2 separate regions of the Columba livia genome follow, and region 2 is linked to region 1. The links are chromatin contacts, called in public Hi-C maps. All regions are on one chromosome and are shown on one strand. The core of a region is the stretch at or near the end of the contact, and the rest is flanking DNA. Distances in the headings are between cores, read along the strand shown. Region 1 overlaps IQGAP3 (IQ motif containing GTPase activating protein 3). Region 2 overlaps MEF2D (myocyte enhancer factor 2D).

Region 1 (4,715 bases), core at 1,976-4,475:
ACCCTATAGCACAGAGCAGGGAGCACATGAGCATCCTCGAGGCTGAAGCAGGAGCAGGCAGAGGATGTGGCTGCGGCACTGGGTGCAGGGACACCCCGTGTGCAGGGACAACCCATGTGCAGGGACGTCCCGGTGCAGGGACACCCTATGTGCAAGGACACCCTGGTGCAGGGACACCGTGGTGCAGAGACACCCTATGTGCAAGGACACCCTGGTGCAGGGACACCACAGTGCAGGGACACCCCGTGTGCAGAGACACCCTATGTACAAGGACACCACAGTGCAGGGACACCCCGTGTGCAGAGACACCCTATGTACAAGGACACCACAGTGCAGGGACACCTCGTGTGCAGGGACACCCTATGTACAAGGACACCCTGGTGCAGGGACACGACAGTGCAGGGACATCCCATGTGCAAGGACATCCCAGTGTAGGGACACCACAGTACAGTGACACCCTATGTGCAAGGACACCCCATGTGCAGGGGCACCCCATGTGCAGGGACACCCCATGTGCAGGGACATTGCAGCCCGAGCTCCGCAGCCGCTTTGGCGATGGGATTAGTGGACGCAGCGTGGGACGAGGGTTTTCCAAATGGGATCAGCACCGCTGCGGCACGTGACGCCAGGGAGAGCAGCTCCCCGGGAGCGCCGTGTCCGGGCCAGCCTGCCCAGCACCGAGCACCCGCCGCACTGGGCCAGGCGGCCCCTGAGCTGGTGGGATCGGCATCCTCGGCTGCAGATTTCTGAGCCAAATTTAAAAACTTCTAATCCTTTTTAGGTCTGTGGAGCTGGCAGCTTCCAGCGCAGCGTGGCACAACCACCAGCTCCTCCGCAGAGGACACTGCATGGCAGCCGGGTGTGCCGGGGCAGACGTGGGGGGGTCTCACTGCAAGGACAACACATGTGGCTGTGCAGGGAGCGCAGGGTGCTGGCCGGTGACCGGCTGGAGAGAGTCCAGCGCAGCCACCAAGATGCTGGAGGGAGTGGAGCATCTCCCGTGTGAGGAAAGGCTGAGGGAGCTGGGGCTCTGGAGCTGGACAAGAGGAGCCTGAGGGGGGACTCATTGCTGGGATCAAGATGGAAAGGGGGAGTGTCAGGAGGATGGAGCCAGGCTCTTCTGGTGACAACCAGGGACAGGACAAGGGGCAATGGGTGCAAACTGCAACACAGGAGGTTCCGCTGGAAGATGAGAAGCAACTTGTTGGGGTGAGGGTGGCAGAGCCTGGCCCAGGCTGCCCAGGGGGTTGTGGAGTCTCCTTCTGTGCAGACATTCCAACCCCCTGGACACCTTCCTGTGTAACCTCATCTGGGTGTTCCTGCTCCGGGGGGATTGCACTGGATGAGCTTTCCAGGGCCCTCCAACCCCTCACATCCTGTGTGATGCTGTGACCGGGTGAAATACAAGCCTCAGAGGGAGCCCAAACCTCCCCTTTCTCCCCATCCTCAAATGCCACCTTTCAGGATGTTTTTAGCAGCAGGTCAAGGTGGGAATGGCCTTTCCTCCCTGTCCCCTTTCAGCTGGCTGTCCCAGCCTTGACCAGCACCACACAGCCCCCAGCAAGCCCTGTGTCCTGGGCAAAGCCCCCAGGGCAGGGAAGAGCCCAAGGGCCACGCATACGAGGACAAATCCCCCGCACCCATGTGTCCCAGTCCCACATTCAGCCTGTGTGCCCAGGGATCAGTGCCACCGCTCCATCCCCCCAGCCAGGACCACAGCACAGGCACAAAACAGTGGCATCTGGCACCCCACAGCGCCACAGAGCGCTTGGAGCACCCACAGTGCATGGCCCTGCATGGCACAGCACCCACAGCCGGTGTCTGGGCGCCAATGGCCACGGCGCTTTCCCCAGCTTGCAATGACATCTAGTGGAGCTGCCTCGGGGATCGCTCAGCTCCTGACAGGCCTGTTCGGCATCACCGGGCCTGCTCAGCATTGCTCGGCCTCCCTGGCAGCACCAGGCCTGGATTTCACCCTACAAACTCCTTTTTGAAACCACAGAACCCCAGAATGTCAGGGGTTGAAGGGCCCTGGAAAGCTCATGCAGTGCAATCCCCCCGGAGCAGGAACACCCAGATGAGGTTACACAGGAAGGTGTCCAGGCGGGTTGGAATGTCTGCACAGAAGGAGACTCCACAACCCCCTGGGCAGCCTGGGCCAGGCTCTGCCACCCTCACCCCAACAAGTTGCTTCTCATCTTCCAGCGGAACCTCCTGTGTTGCACTTTGCACCCATTGCCCCTTGTCCTGTCCCTGGTTGTCACCAGAAGAGCCTGGCTCCATCCTCCTGACACTGGCCCTTTCCATCTTGATCCCCAGCAATGAGTCCCCCCTCAGGCTCCTCTTGTCCAGCTCCAGAGCCCCAGCTCCCTCAGCCTTTCCTCACACGGGAGATGCTCCACTCCCTCCAGCATCTTGGTGGCTGCGCTGGACTCTCTCCAGCAGTTCCCTGTCCTGCTGGAGCTGAGGGGCCACAGCTGGACACAAGATTCCAGGTGTGGTCTCCCCAGGGCAGAGCAGAGGGGCAGGAGAACCTCTCTGACCTACTGACCACCCCCTTCTAACCCACCCCAGGTCCCATTGGCTTCCTGGCCACAAGGGCCCAGTGCTGGCTCATGGTCACCCTGCTGTCCCCAGGACCCCCAGGTCCCTTTCCCCTACACTGTAAAGAAGTAGCTGGGGATTATTGTCATTATACAGAGCTTTTTACATCAGGCTCCCCCTCCAGCCCCTGAACATCACAAATAAATAGTTTCAGTGTCAAATGCTGTTCCTGCAAAGCCAACAGCTGCTGGAGGAGATGGTGGCAAACCTGCAGGGAAATGGCAGCTTTTTTTCCACTGAAAGCAAGAAAAGAAAAGCAATATAAAACATGACGATAGGTAATATACACCAGCAACCCCCAGAGCCCTCATCCCTGCTGGCAGCACAGCGCCCAACAGCTTAACCACATCCTGCTTGAGAACTGCAGGAGTGCTGCAGCTTGATCCCCATTCATTCCTCCAGAGATGTAATCATAGTCTTCATGAGACGTAATCATAGTATTTATTCAGGAATTAAGTGTGTTTGAAAGCGGCCTAAACTCCCCGTGCAAGAGCCGAGTGGAAGCAGCGCTGAGTCAGACGCCGAGGGATGGGGCTGCAGGAATTGTCACCAATGTCACAAAGCAGGAGGGGAGCGTTGAGCTGGGGCAGTTACTGAAGCAGCAATAGAGGTGTCCCAAAAAACCTTCTTTGTAGAACAGGACAGCAGCTCCCTCCTTTATTTCTGCCCCCAGCCTGGCTGGGGAACACACAATGAAATGAATTCAAACCATAAACATCTCCCATTGCACTTTGACTTACTAGGGAACAGCCCATGAGTGTCTTCGGAAGCAGTTATTGCCTCTATATTCTCCTTTTCTGAGCCTCCTAGAAGTCTAATTCTGCCATTTCCACACCTTTAGCGGGAAGAAAAATATATTAAAATACCTTTATTTAATCACTAAAAGCATGTATAGTGTCCAGAAATCCATAGTGTCCTCGAGCAGCCAGCTGTTCGCTAAACAGCAACGAAACAGCCAAAATACCCATGGAAAAAGATACTTAAAAGTGCTGCAGGCCACAAAAGCTGGGGCAGCTAATGGTCCGTGGGGGGGGTCAGGTCCAGCTCACGCCTGCGCAAACAGGACCGGGGGGGCTCAAGGGATTCGGGGGGGCCCGGGGCTGAGCTCCAAGGGCTCCGCACTGGGTGCCGGTGGCTGCGGATGCTCAAACGCTGTAAGCGGGCAGGAAAACTCCATTGCAAGCAGCAGCTTTCCCTGCGCAGAGACACGGTGGCCCAGGAGCACCGGCCCCCCAAGCATGCCCGTATCCCCCACCCGCCCCCTGTTACTTCTTGAAGAACTTCTTGTTGAGGAGGAAAATGAGCAGGTTGACGTTGACTTTGGCCTTATCGAACATCTTCATGACGGCTACACCCTCGTATTGCAGCTGCAGCAGGTCCTGCAGGAGAGGTGACGGTCACCGCTGCACCGGGGGGTCTGTCCCACCCTCAGCACAGAGCTGGGGCTGCAGCAGCAAGGCGCACAGCGAGGTGTCCGCAGCTCAGGGCTCCCGGTGCCCCCAAAACCAGGTGTGGGGGCACCACCCACCCCTAGAGCAGCTTCCCCACCTGGTAGTGCAGCTGGAACCGCTCCATGTCGATCCCCATGAACTTGGCTTTCACCTGGAACCTGCCCGATTCCTCGCAGGGGATGATGTCAAAGATCACATTCCTGAACCTGAAGGGACAGAGGTGCTCGCTACCAAAAGCGCCTTCAAGGAGCCCAAAAACCCCTCCACATCCCAACCATCCCATGTTCCAGTTGTACCCGGACCAAACAGCCCCAGCCTGGGGAGGGACAACGCCAGGCCCTTGTGCGCCCTCCTCCCGGGCTGTTTTGCTGCTCCTGCCCAAGCTCAGCGCAGAGCAGGAGTTACATACTGGCTGAGCGGCAGCTCCTCGATCTCCAGCAGCACCCCCTTGTCAAACAATCGGGCCGCTGTGTAGCGCAGCGGCTGCAGCTTCTTGTTCTTCCCGCTGACCCTTGAAGAGAAGGGACCACACGCTCAGAGCCGGACTCCAGCCTCAGACCTCACAACATCCAGACAGCAATGAAAACATGTATATATTGCTTAAAAACTATTGGGTTTTTTTTTGTAAGGAAACATACTTGTTGCTGGCCGCCAGGTTGT
Region 2 (5,091 bases), core at 2,325-4,824, 97 kb before region 1:
GGCCACAACTGGACACAATATTCCAGATGTGGTCTCACCAGGGCGGAGTAGAGGGGAAGGAGAACCTCTCTCGATCTACTAGCCACTCCCCGTCTAATACACCCCAGGTCCCATTGGCCTTCGTGGCCACAAGGGCACAGTGCTGGCTCATGGTCATCCTGTTGTCCAGCAGCGCTTTCCCCTCTTGTATTGAATTATCCGTTCGAAAAGCTCTCCCCGGGCCGAGCGCTCTCACCTGTGTTGTAGGCTGTGGGCATGGCAGAGAACGGCAGCCCCTGCGTCAGCAGGCTCGGAGTAGCCACGGACACAACCGGCGTGGTTAAAGAGTGAGTTGCTTGCGAGACTCCTAACCGCTGCGTGTTCTGCTGGGGAAGCCAAGGGAGAGCGAGTTAGAACCCGGATGCATTTTACGCTGGTGTCCCCGTGGCTTGTGCCCCCCAAACCCCCATTTCTGCAGCTGCTCTGCTGAGCAGCGTCGTGCACCAGTGACGCGGGACTGAGCAGGATGCACCCTCTGCATGTTCCTCACTGCAGCAAAGTGCAAACCACACCAGTTACAAACACATAGGACCCTTGTGACATTCATTTGCAGGTCACTTGGCATTGGCCTTGGGTCACTTTTCTGCCCAGGGTTGTGCTTCACCCGCAAGGACGAGCAACGTCCCTGCGTGCCCGGAGGGGAGTAACAGCGGGATGTCTCGCTCTGAGTTCCTTCTGATGTAAAAACCCACTGTTTTCCAGAGGATGCACGAGGCTTCGCTGCTCAAGGAGCAAGAAACGCAGCGAACAAACCCAGGAGCGGGTAACGCAGCGCGGAGCTGACGCCTCCCTGCAGCACCCACGGCTGAGAACCAGCGTGTGAGCATCACTCTCGGCATTTTAAAGGCACTCTGGCATCCTTACACTAAAAACCCAGCGCTCAGCAACCTGCCGGCTCGGTGCCCCCGTGAGGTTCGGGTGACTGCTCATGAACAGGTCCACTGTGGAAAAGTTCTGCCCTTGGACGGGCGCACAGCAGCCTCCCCCCGTGGGTTTCCACGTGGGTGGATCTACGGGTCAGATTCAGCCCTGTTTACAAGGCAGATAATCTGGACTGTCTCTGCTGATCTGATTTAAATCAGGCTCAAGAGGCTTGACTCTAATCTGCAGCACCCCGGCACACGTCACCCCGTGAAGACTGGGGCAGTGCCCAGCTTCAATCACGCCTGGCACGAGGCTGCGGCGTCCCCGGCGACGCGGTGGGAGCCTGCGCGGCACCGAGGGCTCCCAGAGCCTTTTAGGGCCATGGATGGAACTATGCAATGGTTCACGGCCACGCAGGACCCTCCTGGGATAGGACAGCAGGTTAAAACCCCTGCCCTGGCCACCTCTGGAGGGTGACAGCACCCTGGCGTGTGGGATTTGCAGCGCCCTGTGCCCACACGCTGCAGGTCCCTCTCTGCCAGCCAGGGAAGGCGATTAGCAGGGCTCTAATTGCTAAAGCCCTGGGGCTGGAGGAGCAGGTTTTCCTGGCGTTCATCCTGCTGGCAACGCTGCTTTCTCGCAGAGCCCACTGGCCCTGGGGTAAGGACACTGCGGTGAACACCACGGTGGGCAGGATTCACGCCGTGCCCCTCCTGCGGGCACCGCACCAGGATGCGACCTGCAGCGACTTGCTCTGTGGTTTTCCTAGGGGGGTGACAGCATGGGGACATCCCTGCCCGCGACGCAGGGCTGGGGCGGCGGGATGCGGCTGAGCAGCAGTGGATCGGCCCCGGGAACGGGCAGCAGCCGCCCTCCTTACACCCCGAGGCGAGCGCGGTGGTATCAGACACAGCTGCGCTGTAGGGAGCACCCACATTTTCATCCCGATTCATGCAGAGGTGTGCAAGCTGCCCCCCCCGCCCTGTGCACTCACACCCCCGTGCATTCACACCCCCGTGCACCTTGCAAAACGCTCCCAGTTGCAAACCGATCAGGCTCACGGCAAACCCATGCAGGCATGCTCTGGGGTGAGACCGCGCTCGCCGTGGGCGTGGGAAACGGGTCCTGTCTACCCTTTCCATTGGGAGAAACGGGGGGTCTCTGAACCCACTAAAGGAGCAGAAGGTGCTCAGAGCCCCGGGGGTGGCAGGGGCTGCGGGGGGGAGCGGGCAGGTCTGGCGGGGGGGCCGCTGACTCATCCTGAGTGTAAGGAGGTGGGAGTTGCCATTTGGAGAGCAGCTCTGGTGTGTAGGTTGAGCAACACGGAGGGAGCAGATGTGGGGGGAAGGTTAGCAGAGCAAGGGGGGGCATCTGCGCCAGGCAGGAGGCAAATCCGCAGAGCAGCCGAGACGGGGCTCTGTGTCCCCCTCTTGATGTCCCCTTCCCCATCCAGCTGCGCTGAGGTCCCTGTCCACCCCCTCAAGGATTTCATCACCCTCCACCTCCCCGCTGCCAGCTCAGCTTGGGCGAGGACCGTACTTCACTTCAGGCAAAAATCAACCGGGTTATCTCAGACTAACAATTAAAACTCTTCATGCCAACCTGGCTGATTTTTGCCTAAAGCAAACTGCTCCTCCAGCTCAGAGACAGGCAATGCCCTCTGGCAGCAGAACGCTGACGAGCAGATGGGGAGGCGGGTGCTGGCTGCGTTCGCTCCGCAGATGGAGAAACTGAGGCACGGAGCTGCTGGGAGCGGGGTGTTGAGCAAGAAGAGGTTTGGGGCATGGAAAGCGGCAGAATTTGCGTCTGCCAAAGCCTTGGCCAACCCTTCCCCTGGCTAAGAGTGTCTCCTTGCAGGCTGCGAGAGGTATTGGCTTACTCCTGGGTTTTTGGAGAGCTTCGCCCTGGCTGCGTTAGCTGCATCCTCTCGCCCTTTCCTCGCTGCGCTGACCTGTCGCCCATCTGCCTTGCACCAGAATAGCAACAGAACAGGGTGAATCATTGCCACAAACAAGGTGGTGTTCACTTTGCTGGCAGGGGCGGGAAAAAAAGAAAAGCCACAAAAATAACATGGAAAACTGCCCCCGTGCACAAAGGAGGTTTAGGGAGCGTACCAGCCAGCCAGTGGATTTACACAGGCTTTAAATAATATCCTTAATATGGGAAGAGCCTGATTTACTCCCTATCTCTCATGTGGTGGCAGCGGGCCAGGGCTCCCCGTGCTGTGACCTGTGGTGGCTCCGGCAAAGCCCACGAGACAGGTCCTGGTCCAGGTTGGCTCCACGCAGCGCCGGCTCCAAAGGGGACCCGGCTGAGCTCCCGGGGAAAACAACACAGCTTTGCCGGCCTTGGTGGAGAACCACGCACTTCACAGCTCGTGTCAGCCCCCAGCGCGGCCACGGGCTCCTCCTTTTCTACTTGGTTTTCCTAAAAGTGTGTTTTAATAGGGATTGATTTTCTGTGGCACGGCAGGGTTGGATGTGACATTTGTGCTGGCACCCGCGTCCCACTGTGCTCCCAGCGGAGGGCAAAGGGTGTCCACCGGGCAGGGTGTGGGGACCAAGGGGACAAGCAGCCCACGCGTCACCCCGCCACGAAGCGCACTCAGCCGGGAACTCACCAGAGCCAGGTGATCCTCCGTCTGCCCGCGGGAGAACAGAGAGAAAACCGAGAGGCACCGTTAACCCAGCGGCCCCGCTCGCTGCCCCCGCGCTCGCCGCGCCGCACGCTCGCCCACCGACGGTGTGCACAGGGCTTTGCACCAGCACGGTGCAAACGGGAATCCAAAACACCCGGCCAGCTCCCACCGCCACAGCACGGAACGGAGCCCGCGCGGCCATCTGCTCCAGCGCAAAGTTCCCCCCGCGACCCGTCTGCAGGCTGGGGACACGTCTAGGGGCTTGGGGACACGCTCCCAGCGCGCTCGCCTCTGCTGGGCACTCACCAAATGGTGCATTAACCCCTTCCCGCTCTGCGAGGTGATCACACGTAAATCGGGCTTGCGGCTGTTGGTGGCGAGCTGCGTGCTGTGCGAGGGCGGCGGCGGCGACTTGGCCGGGATGATCTTGCCCAAGCTGCTGCCGTTGGACACGGGAAGGAGCCCCGGGGAGGCTCTGGCGCTCACGTAGCCGTTACCTGCAGGAAAACAGGTGACAGAGAGGAAGGTGAATGCACGGCGGTGGTGAAGGCACGGCGAGCGGTGCCGCAGCCGTGTTCCACCAGTGCTTTGTCCTGGGAGAGCATCACCGCACCCCCCGGGTCCCCAAAACCCTCCTGCACTCTGGCAGGTTCACTGCAGCACTGGGTGAACCTGCCACAAGCCAGGCAGGGGTGCAGGCAGCACAGGCAGGGGTGCACGCAGCACAGACAGGTGCAGGCAGCGCAGGCAGGGGTGCAGGCAGCACAGGCAGGGATGCAGGCAGCACAGGCAGGGGTGCAGGCAGCGCAGGTAGGGGTGCAGGCAGCACAGGCAGGGATGCAGGCAGCACAGGCAGGGATGCAGGCAGCACAGACAGGGGTGCAGGCAGCACATGCAGGGGTGCAGGCAGCACAGGCAGGGATGCAGGCAGCACAGACGGGGGTGCAGGCAGCACATACGGGTGCAGGCAGCACAGACAGGGGTGCAGGCAGCACAGACGGGTGCAGGCAGCACAGACGGGGGTGCAGGCAGCACAGACAGGGGTGCAGGCAGCACAGACGGGTGCAGGCAGTGCAGGCAGGGGTGCAGGCAGCACAGACAGGGGTGCAGGCAGCACAGACAGGGGTGCAGGCAGCACAGACGGGGGTGCAGGCAGCACAGACGGGGGTGCAGGCAGCACAGGCAGGGATGCAGGCAGCACAGACGGGTGCAGGCAGCACAGGCAGGGATGCAGGCAGCACAGACAGGTGCGGGCAGCACAGGCAGGGATGCAGGCAGCACAGACAGGGATGCAGGCAGCACAGGCAGGGGTGCAGGCAGCACAGACAGGGGTGCAGGCAGCACAGGCAGGGATGCAGGCAGCACAGACAGGGATGCAGGCAGCACAGGCAGGGGTGCAGGCAGCACAGACAGGGGTGCAGGCAGCACAGGCAGGGATGCAGGCAGCACAGGCAGGGATGCAGGCAGCACAGGCAGGGATGCAGGCAGTACAGACAGGGGTGCAGGCAGCACAGGCAGGGATGCAGGCAGCACAGGCAGGGGTGCAGGCA

The links. A called contact is a pair of places that touch in the nucleus more often than the background predicts.
Region 2: a contact with region 1 is called in a Hi-C map of crop, with 5 times the contacts expected there. The contact joins two enhancer-like sites. A contact is called at or near these places in 2 of 2 Hi-C or Micro-C datasets (crop and liver).

The regions. Positions count from the first base shown.
Region 1 is chr28:2,352,946-2,357,660 of bColLiv1.pat.W.v2, reverse strand. It overlaps IQGAP3 (IQ motif containing GTPase activating protein 3), which reads right to left. Exons shown (of 38, transcript XM_065042942.1): 35 at 4,694-4,715; 36 at 4,465-4,566; 37 at 4,153-4,261; 38 at 3,027-3,983. The coding sequence ends at 3,870. Among named protein-coding and RNA genes, the nearest start is that of IQGAP3, 21 kb to the right of the region's middle. Within about 2 kb of position 3,225, at least 1 of the 3 cell types and tissues checked has an H3K27ac peak away from gene starts, as active enhancers do.
Region 2 is chr28:2,449,829-2,454,919 of bColLiv1.pat.W.v2, reverse strand. MEF2D (myocyte enhancer factor 2D) reads right to left here. Exons shown (of 11, transcript XM_065043296.1): 8 at 3,848-4,038; 9 at 236-365. Among named protein-coding and RNA genes, the nearest start is that of MEF2D, 74 kb to the right of the region's middle. Within about 2 kb of position 3,574, at least 1 of the 3 cell types and tissues checked has an H3K27ac peak away from gene starts, as active enhancers do.